Linked DNA regions of Mus musculus: region 1 is linked to region 2. The links are chromatin contacts, called in public Hi-C maps. All regions are on one chromosome and are shown on one strand. The core of a region is the stretch at or near the end of the contact, and the rest is flanking DNA. Distances in the headings are between cores, read along the strand shown. Region 1 has its middle 13 kb from the start of Tent5a. Region 2 overlaps Bckdhb (branched chain ketoacid dehydrogenase E1, beta polypeptide).

Region 1 (6,325 bases), core at 1,643-4,142, 1.3 Mb before region 2:
ATATTAGTGTCCAATGGTTTGAAGTGTTTGGGTTTTGCAATGGTGTGGTTTGGAAACTTTCCAGCTGAGCAGCTATTTTCTTTTAACAGGAGAGCTCCCTGGAAGATGTTCTTTTCTAAAATAATGTGATCCTTAGTGACATATTATGGGACGCAAACTTGAAATAGACACCATTATTTTAACCAACATCATTCTTACTAGATTTTTAGTCAGCGATGAACTATCAACAGCTTCCTGATAATTAATCCTGCTTGGCCCTAAAACTGTTAGTCTTATCTGCTCTAAGAGGAAGCTTTCAAATGTACCAGACTTCCTCGGTGAATAGCACAGAACAAACTGAAATTCTGTAGATACACACACACACTCACAGGGTGGTAGGGTTTGAGAATGAAGAAACAGGTTGAGAATTACAAAGCTGCTCTGGTTGTCAGCTCCTTACTTGCAGATATTCTGCAGTTCACCTGGCACAGGAGTGGCTAACAGTGGAATCAGCAGTACAGATAGTCAGCTGGGCGAAACTCACTGGGTAGCTCCATCAAAATGTATAGAGTAGTAACTATTGCCATTACCTGAGTGGTCTGGGTTGAGAAGCAACATCTCAGGCATCTCCACAAACAACTGGAAACAGTTCTCATACGATTTGATTTTATATCATTGAAGTCTAGTGTTTTCTTGAGATGAAAGTTCTTTAAGAATCTGTTACTAAATTATAGCTGCAAACCTGGCATGGTGATACAAGCGTTTGGGAGGTAGAGGCTGGAAGATCTCTGTGGGCAGCCAACTCTACACAATGAGACTGTCTCCAATAAATATATCGAGGTGGGGGCGGAGAATGAAAGAGTCAGAGAGAAAAGCAGAGAGAGAAACAGAGACAGAGTGAGAGAAAAAAAGAGAGACAGAAACAGAGAGAAAGAATAAAATACAGCTATAGTCTTTATTTGTTACTACCCCAAAGGAAGACCAATATTTGATGAGAAAAGGAAGATATGTTAGAACCAGGGTCATAGGGACCCCTTTGAAGAAGAAGGTGTTAAAATAATAAAGTAGCTTCCTTCAAATGGCTGAGAGAGTAGGGAGCTGATACTGGCTCCATCTAACAATTTGTAAATGGGTTGTTTGACCTTATGGGTCTTAACATGTTTGTAGAGAGAGGGTGTGTGCTTCTTTGTGTAAAATGGAAAGACATCTTGCAGTCAGCACAGCAGGAAGTAACTCTGGTAAAGGCAGGCTTTGTAATTAGAGGATCTGGGCAACTGTAACTGCCCGTGGCCTGTCTTCTTTCTTTACTGGGCCCAGTTTTGATTTTCAGTGATGATTTATTTTAAGTATATTTGTCATCAGGTCAAGTCCAGCGTGCTTTAGTACATCTGGGTAAAGAAACTCATTAAGATGACCTCCCCTAAGAGAGGCCATTCAGTCGCATATTAGACAAAGCAAAACAGATGCTTGGTATTTTACCCAGTGCGGGATGCCCTTCTATTACTCTCAGTGGCAATGATCCAAATTTTTGAACACTTCGAATACTCATACCGTGGTACATGAGACTCCACAGTCCAGACTGCATTGTGAGAAAATTCCACAAAGCTTGACTTGGAATCTCAGAGAGAAGGAGGCCTAAATAAACGTTAAGATTTAAGATTTCCTCCTGTACATGAAACCTTTTGGGAAGAGCCAATATTCTAGAAAGGCAGTGTCTCACTGAAAGGGGGGTGAATTACCTACTGGTCTATTCCAATAGTCTTTACAAGGCCTCTGAAGTCAATACATTCCCCTGGTTGTATACCATTTTCCTATGCTAATGGTTCAATCTTATTATGGTTTTATCATTTAAAAGTTACTGTAAGTCATATCTAAAAAAATAACTAGTGAATAAATATAAGAACTATTATCTTATTTATTTGTCTCAGTGCTATGGTAAAACACACAGCAATTGAAGGGAGGGTTCCTTTTGGCTCACTCCTGAAGGCTCAGTACCTTCTGCTGAGGAGTCCTGGAGTCAGGAGTTTAAGGCAGCTGGTCACATTGGATTCCTAATCAGGAAGCAGAAGGAGATAAGTTGTTGGTGTTTCACTGACTCTTTCCTTTTGATCTAGTTCAGGACCAAACCCCAGAGAATACTTCCACCCACTTTTAGGATGGGTCTTCACATCTCAGTAAAACTCATCTAGATAACCCTTCAGAAGCAGTCCAGAGGCTGCCTTTACCATGATAATCTTTCCCAGGCATGTCCAGAGGCTAACCTATTCAAGATAATCCCTCCTGGGCAGGCCCAGAGTCTTGATTCTTTGGAGATGCTAGATTATGTCAAGTCAACAATTAATCTTAACCTGCAGTTTTATGGTGCAATAAACCATAGTACACAAACCTGTCTCTTCCCTCATGGTTGCCTTTCCTAGCTAACTCTACTCAATCTTTGTTGATTCCTTCAATTTAAGTTGCTTCACAACACAGATGTGTACTTGTGTGGATACTTAGATGCATGAAAACAAAAGGAAATGCTAGAAAATAGTGCTATGACTTTGCATGCTTAACACTGTACATTAGTCTACTTTATTGGTGTTTCTAGGTTTAAAAAAAGCATTCAAAGGACTGCATAATCCTTATAGACTATGATCTATGATATGAAATCCAAACTACAGTCATCCTTTATACTCATATACCAACACTGACCATGTAGTAAGTGGTCTCCTTTGTATTTTTCCTCCTCTCCATTCCCAACAGCATTTAGAGGCAAGTGTGATCTCTAAAGCTAAATCCTTTCATTCCCTTGTTTATAGTCAGTCACCAGTGACTCTTTGACTCTTCACTACAACCTCTGAGATCTGACCTTTGACTTTCGTTCTAATCTAATCTCCTGTCACCACCCCCTTCCTCTGGGTGCTCTGTCTCCAAACAGTTTGTTTCAGTTCCTCTAGTATATCAGATTGTTGCCTGACTGAGTACAGATTGCGCCCTAGGCTAGGACTACGCCCTAACTTCTCTTTTAGTTCTTGGTGGTTGTTGTTGTTGTTGTTTCCTGCTCTTTTCTTTTTTTTTTTTTTTAATGTGGCTAGGCATTTCTTGATCTTTCTGGTTTAAGCAGATAATCCTTTTTAAATTAATTATCTATCTCATCCCATTATCAAATATCAACCACACTTAGAAACACAAGGAAAATATATGTTAGCCAGAAAACTGCTCAAGTCATGAGCAAGGTCTCCACTGGCAAGGAAATAGTCTTTTGAGGCAGGATCACACTCATTTTAGGATCAAGAACTTGGACTTGACAAATGTGACTTTATAGGATTCATCATGTCTGTAATGACTACCTTTCCATTTATGGTTTAACATTAAAGCCACTTTTATTTTGAAAAATTCTACATGTCACCATTTTTGCCGAGATGGATGAAGAAAAGGTAGGGTTTAGTTTCACAGAAGCTAAAGACTACCAGGTCTTAAAAGTTGCAGCAGCAGCAGTAGTACTAGTAGTAGTCAAAGCTATAGAATCCTGCATGCAGAAAGGCAGTGGTCAGAGATTGCTGGTAGAGATAGCTCCAACACTGGAGGTTCTAGTGACGTAATGTTGTTGATTCAGAACTTAATTAGAGGGTATGCACATTCTTGAACCATTCATACCCTAGCTTGGGGGGATTGTCCTGAGGTGAAGGTTATGGATAACTTCCTTGCTTTGCACAAGGATAGTGCTGTTGAAGGACCCATAAGTTCTTTTGTTCTAATGACTAATAGCTACTATTTGTGTCCCAGCAATTCCAGGTCCATAAGGACATTATCTGTGTACTCCTGACCAGCAGACACCTGAATTTATGGAGATTCAGAAATATATCTGCCTTTGAGTTCAAGAAAGACTTAGTCAGTCATCCATTGGAGGGAGCACAGGATCCCCAATGAAGGAGCTAGAGAAAGTACCCAAGTTTGCAGCCCCATAGGAGGAACATCAATATGAACTAACCAGTACCCCCCAGAGCTCCTTGGGACTAAACCACCAATCAAAGAAAATACATTGTGGGACTCCTGGCTCCAGCTGCATATGTAGCAGAGGATGGCCTAGTCGGTCATCAATGGAAGGAGAGGCCCTAGGTTCTGTGAAGGTTCTATGCCTCAGTATAGGGAAATGCCAGGGCCAGGAAAGGTAGTGGGTGGGTTGGGGAGCAGGCGGAGTGGGGAGGGGGCAAGGGATAGAGTATTTTCGGAGGGGAAACTAGGAAAGGGGATAACATTTAAAATGTAAATAAAGAAAATGTCTAATAAAAAAGAGAAGGATTTAGAAAAGGCAACTTTACAAGAATATTAAGATGAATGTCCTGAGAGAGAACTCATCAGAGACCAAGATTTGATGCCTTATAAACCTGGTCCCCTGCGAGAACCTGGGAGGCTTGTGTTTGTCCCTTCAACTGTTGTTGTCCTCTGATCGTGAACATTATGTTGGCCTCCAGCTGCAGATGCACAGTTGGGTGGGCTATGTGTCTAGAACACACTCTTTCAATCTGTTTCTCCGTGAATGTCTTGTGCTTATGCCTTCTCAATCCAGCTTTAGGGGAGTGTTCTCTAAAGCATATGTACCAGGTATTTGCCCCCCAATAGTACCCATCTTGCTGGTTCCCTACAATTTCTCAAAAATGGTTGTGATGACTATTCTATTTCTATTTCTCCCCGAGTCTCATCTTGGAGAGTTCGATATAGCCCTGTGTAATGGAGTACAGTGTGCTATCAAAAAGACTGGTTGTTATAAGCTCCCATAAGAAGAATCTATTTAAGGAATGAAAAAAAGTTGTTCATGTCAAGGGTTTCTGCATCCAGTTCTCAACCTAAAGACCTAAACTTTTTTTTTTTGAAATGTTTAATCTAAACATTTTAATTTAGAGTGGTTGATACTGCTCTCCCCAGGGCAGTGGTTTGCTGTCCCACCAAGAGATAAATAAGGAGGATGTGTCATTGACTGAGGACACCTTACTGTTCGTTACAGGAACACATATAGCTGATATCTAAGGCCTCTGGACCATTGGAACAAACTCAATTTCTTCTTGAAGCCAAATTACACAATTTATTAGGACAAATTGAACTGTCTATTTTGGAGCTAGGATTTGAGCTATTATGCAAACTCTGACTAATCACATGTGTGAGGGTCTACACGTGGCAGTATTATTATTTTATTTGTTTGTTTGTCTATTTATTTATTTGTAAGTATTCTATTTATTTGTAAGTGTCTGTTTATTTTATTCTGGAAAACATGTAAGCGATAAATACAGGGATCCAGTGAGCATTCATCAGCACTTGCAGAAGTGTGAGGATGTTCCTCAGGATGTTCCTCCGGCAGTTAGAGCAATAAACCAGAAACACCTCAGCAGGCAGGAAACAGTAGCTAATGCCACAGGTGATGGCCTACTGTCCTATCCATGTGTCTGGATAGCATGGCCTTATACATGCAGAGCTCACTGGTACTTTCTCATGGTACATTTGATATGTTAATTACAATCGAAGACTTGTTTTCTCATGCAGCTGATTCCTAAAATATGTCATGGGAATTTATTAGCCAAAAAGGAACAGCAGCAAAATAAAATAAATGAAGAGTCACTGACTTTCCAGTGAGGGTGGGTCATGGACAGAGTCACACGGCTATCTAGGAAGCCCTCACCAGGTAGCTAAGATCACGGGCTTGTGTATGAGATCTCACAGTTGCCTATAGAATTCTGGAGACTAGCTTACAGTCTATTTGTATCAGATGCTCAGAACATATGTACTTTCATCCAGATTATTTGTTATGTGGCTTTTAAATAGCTCAAACTATGTGTATTTCATCTGTGTGTGGATGTGCATACTCTAATGTCTTTATGCACTGAGCCATTTGGCTGATCTTGCTAGGTGATGTGTGGTATCTCGTGTAGTCTCTGACATCATTGATTCTACAGCCAACTAACTATTCAAATAAATAGGGGAGAAGAAACAGGGTGTGTAAAAGAATATATAAACTAGGGAGAGAAATTAAGGCGATATTGGCACGTTCACACATGTACTCCAACTATCCCCCTGATTGAGCAGCCCGGTGCCTCCATCTTCACTGCAGCTTATAGGGTCCTGCACCACATTTGGAATTGAAGCGATCAAAGTTAGGATTGCTCATGTTGCCATACAGCAGAAACTGGAATTTTTCATATAACTGGTTAATTTTATCAATATAATAAGCATTTAAAGTCTTTAAGGCCTAATCGAGAGCAAACGTGGACATGGATTTGGTCTTCAGTTAAGTTTAAAAGGCAACTCAAGCCTCCGTTATACTCTATTAAATACAGAACTTTAAACTGGCTTCTGGCTGTTAAACTCACAGGTA
Region 2 (6,132 bases), core at 1,820-4,319:
ACTCCTTATAATCCCAGTTCTCAGGTAGCAGAGGCACAAGAATCACCTAAAGTCAAGGTCATCCTAGACTGTAGTTGGCTCCAGACCAGCCAGAACTACACACAGCAAGCCTGTCTCAAAGGGTCACAGAGACGATGCACAGAGTAGGAGAAAAATGGACGAGGAGATTAGAAACCACAACACACAATGATACCTGCTCCCAGAGAGCTGGAAGCAAGGAGTCTAGGAATAACATGGGCTGACAGGCAGGTTGGAAAGCAATGAGAAGCCACTCAGGAGAAGGTCCCCAGAGGAAAAAGCCTGTCAGCTGTGGTTTCCAAGACTCGACTAATCTCAGCTCCATCCGGAAAGAATGTGAACCTCTGTTTTAATGTGGTTGTGCTCTACCTACAACACTGAAAAAAAAATAGCCCTTGTCAGATTGGTGAACGATAACAGCTAGCAAGGAGAGGGCTAAAGACACACTGCAAATAGAGAGAGGACACCTGCATAAAACAAGCCTCTTGTCTGCAGCCTTGGATCTGACCACAGCTGTGACTAGACACTTTTATAAGAAAGAATGCTGCCCTGGGAGGGGGAATGGGGCGGGAAGGGGTAAAAAACCTGACAGAGCTGAACTCTACCCTGTGCAAAGAGAAAAGTCAGCCAATGGCAAGAGGCAGCAGACAGACAGCAGCAGAGCAAACACATCATAGGTTTTACATTCTGTCCTGAAGTTCACCCCAAACACTGAACAGACTAGAAGGACGGGAAGAATGCAAGTAATTGGTCAGCTCAGTCAGGCATGGTGGCATACCTTCCTGACTACAGCCATCGTGAGACAGGTGAGCAGATCTCTGTGAGTTCCAGGACAGCCAAGACTACACAATAAGATCGTGCCTATAAAATAATAATAATAATAATAATTTAAAAGTACAAGTAACAATGTATTGCTGATGGCTTGGAGAACTGCTGTACGATCAAGGCATGGGGAGCCCCCTTTTCTGGTTCCACACTATCATTTCCTAGCTTTACATGGTAGAAAACCAGGAAGCTCCCTGGGGCCCTTTAATAAAGGCGCTAATCCACCATGACAAGTCCACCCTTAAGACTCAACTAGGCCTATAATCACTGTGTGTGAGCATTCCAACATGTAAAGGCTGGAGGACATGAGATCCTTCCGTCGCTTACCCCTGGATAGCAGGACCATCTTCAAAGGAGCAAGAGGACAGACAGCAAGGCTAGAAAGACCACACCACACCAGCTCAAGTGAGGAAAAGAAGAGTCATTGGTCCCAGGGGTGGCACTGCTTTCAACTAGGGAGGCAGGCTGATGGAAAAGAGGAACATTAAATAAACAGATGACAGCGCTGTCACTAAAAAGGTTCTGGGTCCCATGGCTAGTGGGTGGGATCTACCTACAAAACTGGAAAAAATAACTTGTTACTGATTGTGTTTAGGCAATAATAAAACATACAAGTAGTGGTGGTGGTGGCGCACGCCTTTAATCCCAGCACTCGGGAGGCAGAGGCAGGTGAATTTCTTAGTTCAAGGCCAGCCTGGTCTACAAAGTGAGTTCCAGGAAAGCCAGGGCTGCACAGAGAAACCATGTCTCGAAAAAACAAAAAAACAAACAAAAAAAAAAGAAACAAAATAAAACAAAAACCATACAAGTAAACCAAAAGACAGGGCTAAGTAAGCATTAAATTTAAAACTATTAAAAGAGAAACTATGTAAAATAAATGTAAATAGAGCTTCGTTTATTATCAGTATTTTTTATTTTTCTATATACTACTGAAATATAGTACTTCTGTTTTTAAAAGCTAATACATAGTTTTTCCCTACTTCACATAATTTTAAAAAGAAAAAAACTTATTGGGTCACTATTCCTAATCTTTGAAGACTACCAGCAACTTTCTCTTGTTAATAAAGAGGACTTACAACTATGAAAGACAATTGGTTTTATTTCATTTTTTGTTTTTTTTTTTGTTTTTTTTTTTGCTTTCTGGCAGTTCCAACTGGTTTAACATCTCTTTATGAATAAAATTAATTTACACTGAAGAAGGAAAAAAGAAAATATTTCCCTAAAATTTGTATTGAGTATTTCCAAATTCTATAGTCTGGAGTTCTACATAAAGAGTCTGCCTCTAGAGGGTAAGAAAGGGGCCATGAGAAGCAGAAATGAGGCTTCGGGGGAAGGAGGCTCATAGGATGTGTGGTAGGAGATGGAAGGGAGTGGATAGGCTTACACGGTAATGGGGGTGGAAGGGCCAAGGTAATCGAGGGAGAAAGTAAACCCAAATTAGAAATCAGTAAATAAATTTTAATTTTAAAGAAATCTATTTTTAAAAGATTTGCAATGCAATTCTTAAGGAGCCTTTTAAAACACCAAAGCTAATCAAGCAATTATCATCTTCTACAGAATACTTCTGACATAATACTAAGCTCGCTGCCTACTGGCATTCTACAACCACTGCCACCTAAACTTGAAAAGTCCCTGCGAAGGATTCACTGCTTAAGAAAGATATCTTTCCCTTATTAGCTATCATTAACTCCAAGTTTGTGGCTACCTATACAATAGAGTGCTTACTTTAAGTTAGTATTAAAGCAAATTCTTTGCCTTTAAAATAAATACTGCACTAGGTATTTCTGATGTTTTGTTTTTCAATAGGCTTACATAAAAAGTTAATACTTTTCATTTTCTGTAAGAATTCAATTAATTCAAGCTTGAGCTTTAATTAATATAAGCTTATATATTAAAAAGGTACAAAATCTGACTTACTTGAAGAATACAATACCAAGATGGAATGTCTGGTTAAAAAAAAAAAGAATACTAGGATGAATAAGGTGCTGGTGAGAAAATATGACATAGACTAAAATACTCAAATCATGTAGCTTCTTGTTAAATGATAAAACATACAAGCCTCCCTTTCCAGCTCAGGATGACAGGGTGCATGCCTTGAGAGGAAATGAAGGCAAATAGCAGGTGAGACCCTGACAGTAAAATAGGGACACAACTTGTGAGAGGGAGTGATCTACAGACACAAGAAGGGCGCGGCAACAATGAAACTGTAAACAAGAGCAGAGGAAACTAAGTTCCCCAGACAGGAGAGGAACTGGGGTAGAGGAAGCTGATGTCCCTGAGGGCAAGCTCATCAGCAGATGCAGAAGGTAGGTGCAAAAACTGAGACTATTATCTCATTAATCTGCACAAATGGTATGTTTTATGGGTCAGTTGAAGTTACATTTAATTTTAAAAAGACTAGAAACCAAGTGTGATGGTGTGGGCCTGAATTCTAAACCTTGAGAGCCTAAGGTGGGAGGACAGTACAAGACCAGCTGGGACCACACACCAAGAAACCCTCCCCACAACCAAAGAAAGAGAAAGTCTGAGAGTGAAAAAATAACAAGACTTAAGAGAACAGTTCTATCAATCGCTCCACTTCTCCCTACGGAAGGTCTGCTGACTCCAGAGACAATCCAAAAAAGCCAATTTCTGATAGTGACTCAAATTGTTGACAGAGATAACAATATCCTGCAAAAATGAAGAGCACTCCATCTGAATACCAAGCAGACCCTCCTGAGTGAGGAAGGGCTTTTCATCTATCACCCCTAAGCATAGGATCACCCCAAGCACAAACCAGAGCATTTTCCCCTAGGGCAAAGACCATGGAAACCACATCAGTTAGCTACCCAGGATAACCGATGCCAACCAAAACAAAAAACAGAAAGGACTGAGAAAGTGTAATTTTTAAAACATGCCTTTATGAAAAATTAAAACTGCATAATTATTCAATACCCTAGGAAGAGAACAGAGTGAAGGGTTTGATTGCTGAATCCGGGGAAACCCTGCTAATTAAGGTCACTGTCTACTGTGACCAGATAGCTCCTCTGAGCTGCACACAAAATGGAGGGCTCCCTTTACCAGCAGGACTTCCCGCTCTCTGACCTTGTCTCACCTCAACTTTCCACACCTTCTACCTGGGGAAGGTTGAGTAGTCCTTGGCAGACCTACAAACTTCCTCTTCCCCCTGAAAGAACCAACCTAGCAAGTACCTAGGATTCCTGGAATGACTGACTCTCAATACAAATGAGGCTTTCACAGAACTTTAAATAATTTTCATTTACCCTGAAAATGCCTTCGTACTCTCCAAAGTCCATATATCCCCTATTTACCCCAATAAAGTGTATGTGTACGAGCCCATCCCTAATAAACGTACGCACACAAGCTAAGATTGTCTGAGGGAGCTGTTTCATTGAAGACCCTCAGAGAAGGCCTTCCTCTCCCCGCAACCCCTCCAGCCCTCATTCCCAGCCAGCCTGGGGTCCTGCAGAACCCTACCAGTTCCAGACTCCACTTCATCCTTCCAGCCAGTGTGCACCGCCGTCTGGATACCCTGAGAAGGGGGAAGTAGAGGATGCAGAACCACAACGGGACCCCCAAACACATACCAAAGCAGAAACTTAAAATATTCAAAGAAGGAATTAAAAAAAAAAAATTGAGGGAAACAAACAAAATGTTGTTTTAAAACAGAATAGAAAAAGCTTGGTCAGAAAAGATAAGACACAGAAAAGTCCAACATAGGTTTTTTCATGCAGCCAAAAGGAGTGTTTTTTCTTTAAGAAACTATACAAAAGATTTACTCGTGTTTAATTAAGTAAGAAGGTCCCAAAGGAAAATCAACAAAAAAACAAACAAGATGAGTGTGAAAGAGACTTTCATTATAACACTCAGACCTGCAACACTCAGCATTAAATCGTGAGGGGAAGGGGTATAGAATTTTCAGAAAAACAAACACATAGAGAAATCCTGTACAAAAGTGCTCTCCTCCAATATGACACAAGTATTGAGCAAAACTATCTTCAAAGTACTGAGGTAAGGTTGCTAACAGCTTAGCCAGATCTAGTGCTCATGGTACACAGTGTGTCCGGGCATCCAGACACCCATGCACTGTGCTTAAAGAGATCAGTTCTCTAGAAAGCCCAGCAACGTGAGGGACGAGGAGGCCAGGGGTAGTCAGAGGAGACAAGCTGGAGACTCTCAGAGCTCTTCTAGAGCAGGAAATCAGGGCTAGAGAAGCAAACCAGGGGCTCTGGAAAGTCAAGAATCAGAGTGTACCTCCAAGAGGGATGAACTAAAAGACCACTGAAGGCTTGGTAGACTTTTTAAAGGTAAACTAGGGAAAGTAACAAACACTCTCCTAAAACCCAAAGGGAGCTAAAAGAATGCAATGGCCCACATATGAAATGTCAATTGAATGTCAATGTCAAATGGACATTTCGTATTATCTGGCCAACACTAATCATGTGACTGCTTGGACAATTAGAAACCCTCTTAGTGTGAGTTTCTAATGCTGTGTGTGAAGAGACACCATAACCTCAGCAACTCGTATAGAGGGAAGCATTTCATTGGGGCTAGCTTACACGGCAGAGGTTTATGGCAGCACCCATGCAGACATGGTACTGGAGAGGGAGCTCAGAGTTCTACATCTGGATTGGCATGCAGCAGGAAGAGAGAATGACACTGGGGTTGGCTTAAGCACTTGAAATCTCAAAGCCACCCTCAGTGACACACTTCCTCCAATAAGGCCACATCTCCTATGAGGGTCATTTTCATTCAAAGCACCACAGGGCCCATCTCAATGGTGAAGACTGTTTACATTATCGTGGTATCTATTGATATCAGGGCAGCTACTGGTTCTCCAGCGTCTATAGCCGATCCATACATAAAGTGTAGGAGATGCAGTTACCAGTCTCACAATGCAAAAACAAACAGTGGGCAGGAAACAGGAAGAAGAAGTGAAGACAGATGTGGCATCAGAGCATTAGCGTCATCTTCTGATATAATGAGAGACCAAGAGATGCCGAGAGTCAACACGATGGCTCACACCTGCAATCCTTGCACTTGAGAAGTCAAGGCAGGAGGACAGCCCTGAGTCCCAGGCTAGCCCAGGCCTCAGACTAAGACTCTGTCCCAAGGAGCACAGGGCGGGGTGGGGCAGGGGAGGGGACACTACTGAAATTTAGTGATACAAGACATATGGCCTGAAACAAATAATTTAAAACCAAAAGTTAATCAGCAGAAGAATATGCTCAGGAAAGACCATGTGATGTCAGCAGGGACCACAGCACGTTGAACAGGCACGGCGGTTCA

Evidence for each region. Hi-C and Micro-C count contacts between places; a contact is called where the count stands out from the background.
Region 1: a Hi-C map of B cells shows a contact between it and region 2, with 2.7 times the contacts expected there. The contact joins two enhancer-like sites. A contact is called at or near these places in 23 of 484 Hi-C or Micro-C datasets (the 3T3-L1 cell line, the AML12 cell line, B cells and 18 more) and 2 of 115 datasets of contacts at active chromatin or transcription factors (astrocytes and large pre-B cells).

Annotation. Positions count from the first base shown.
Region 1 is chr9:85,337,063-85,343,387 of GRCm38.p6, reverse strand. No RefSeq gene overlaps it. Among named protein-coding and RNA genes, the nearest start is that of Tent5a, 13 kb to the right of the region's middle. Within about 2 kb of position 2,892, at least 53 of the 459 cell types and tissues checked have an H3K27ac peak or open chromatin away from gene starts, as enhancers often do. A contact at or near this core is called in B cells, where this site is marked.
Region 2 is chr9:84,025,263-84,031,394 of GRCm38.p6, reverse strand. The region is part of intron 8 of Bckdhb (branched chain ketoacid dehydrogenase E1, beta polypeptide); the gene reads right to left. Among named protein-coding and RNA genes, the nearest start is that of Gm46124, 3.5 kb to the right of the region's middle. Within about 2 kb of position 3,069, at least 27 of the 459 cell types and tissues checked have an H3K27ac peak or open chromatin away from gene starts, as enhancers often do. A contact at or near this core is called in B cells, where this site is marked.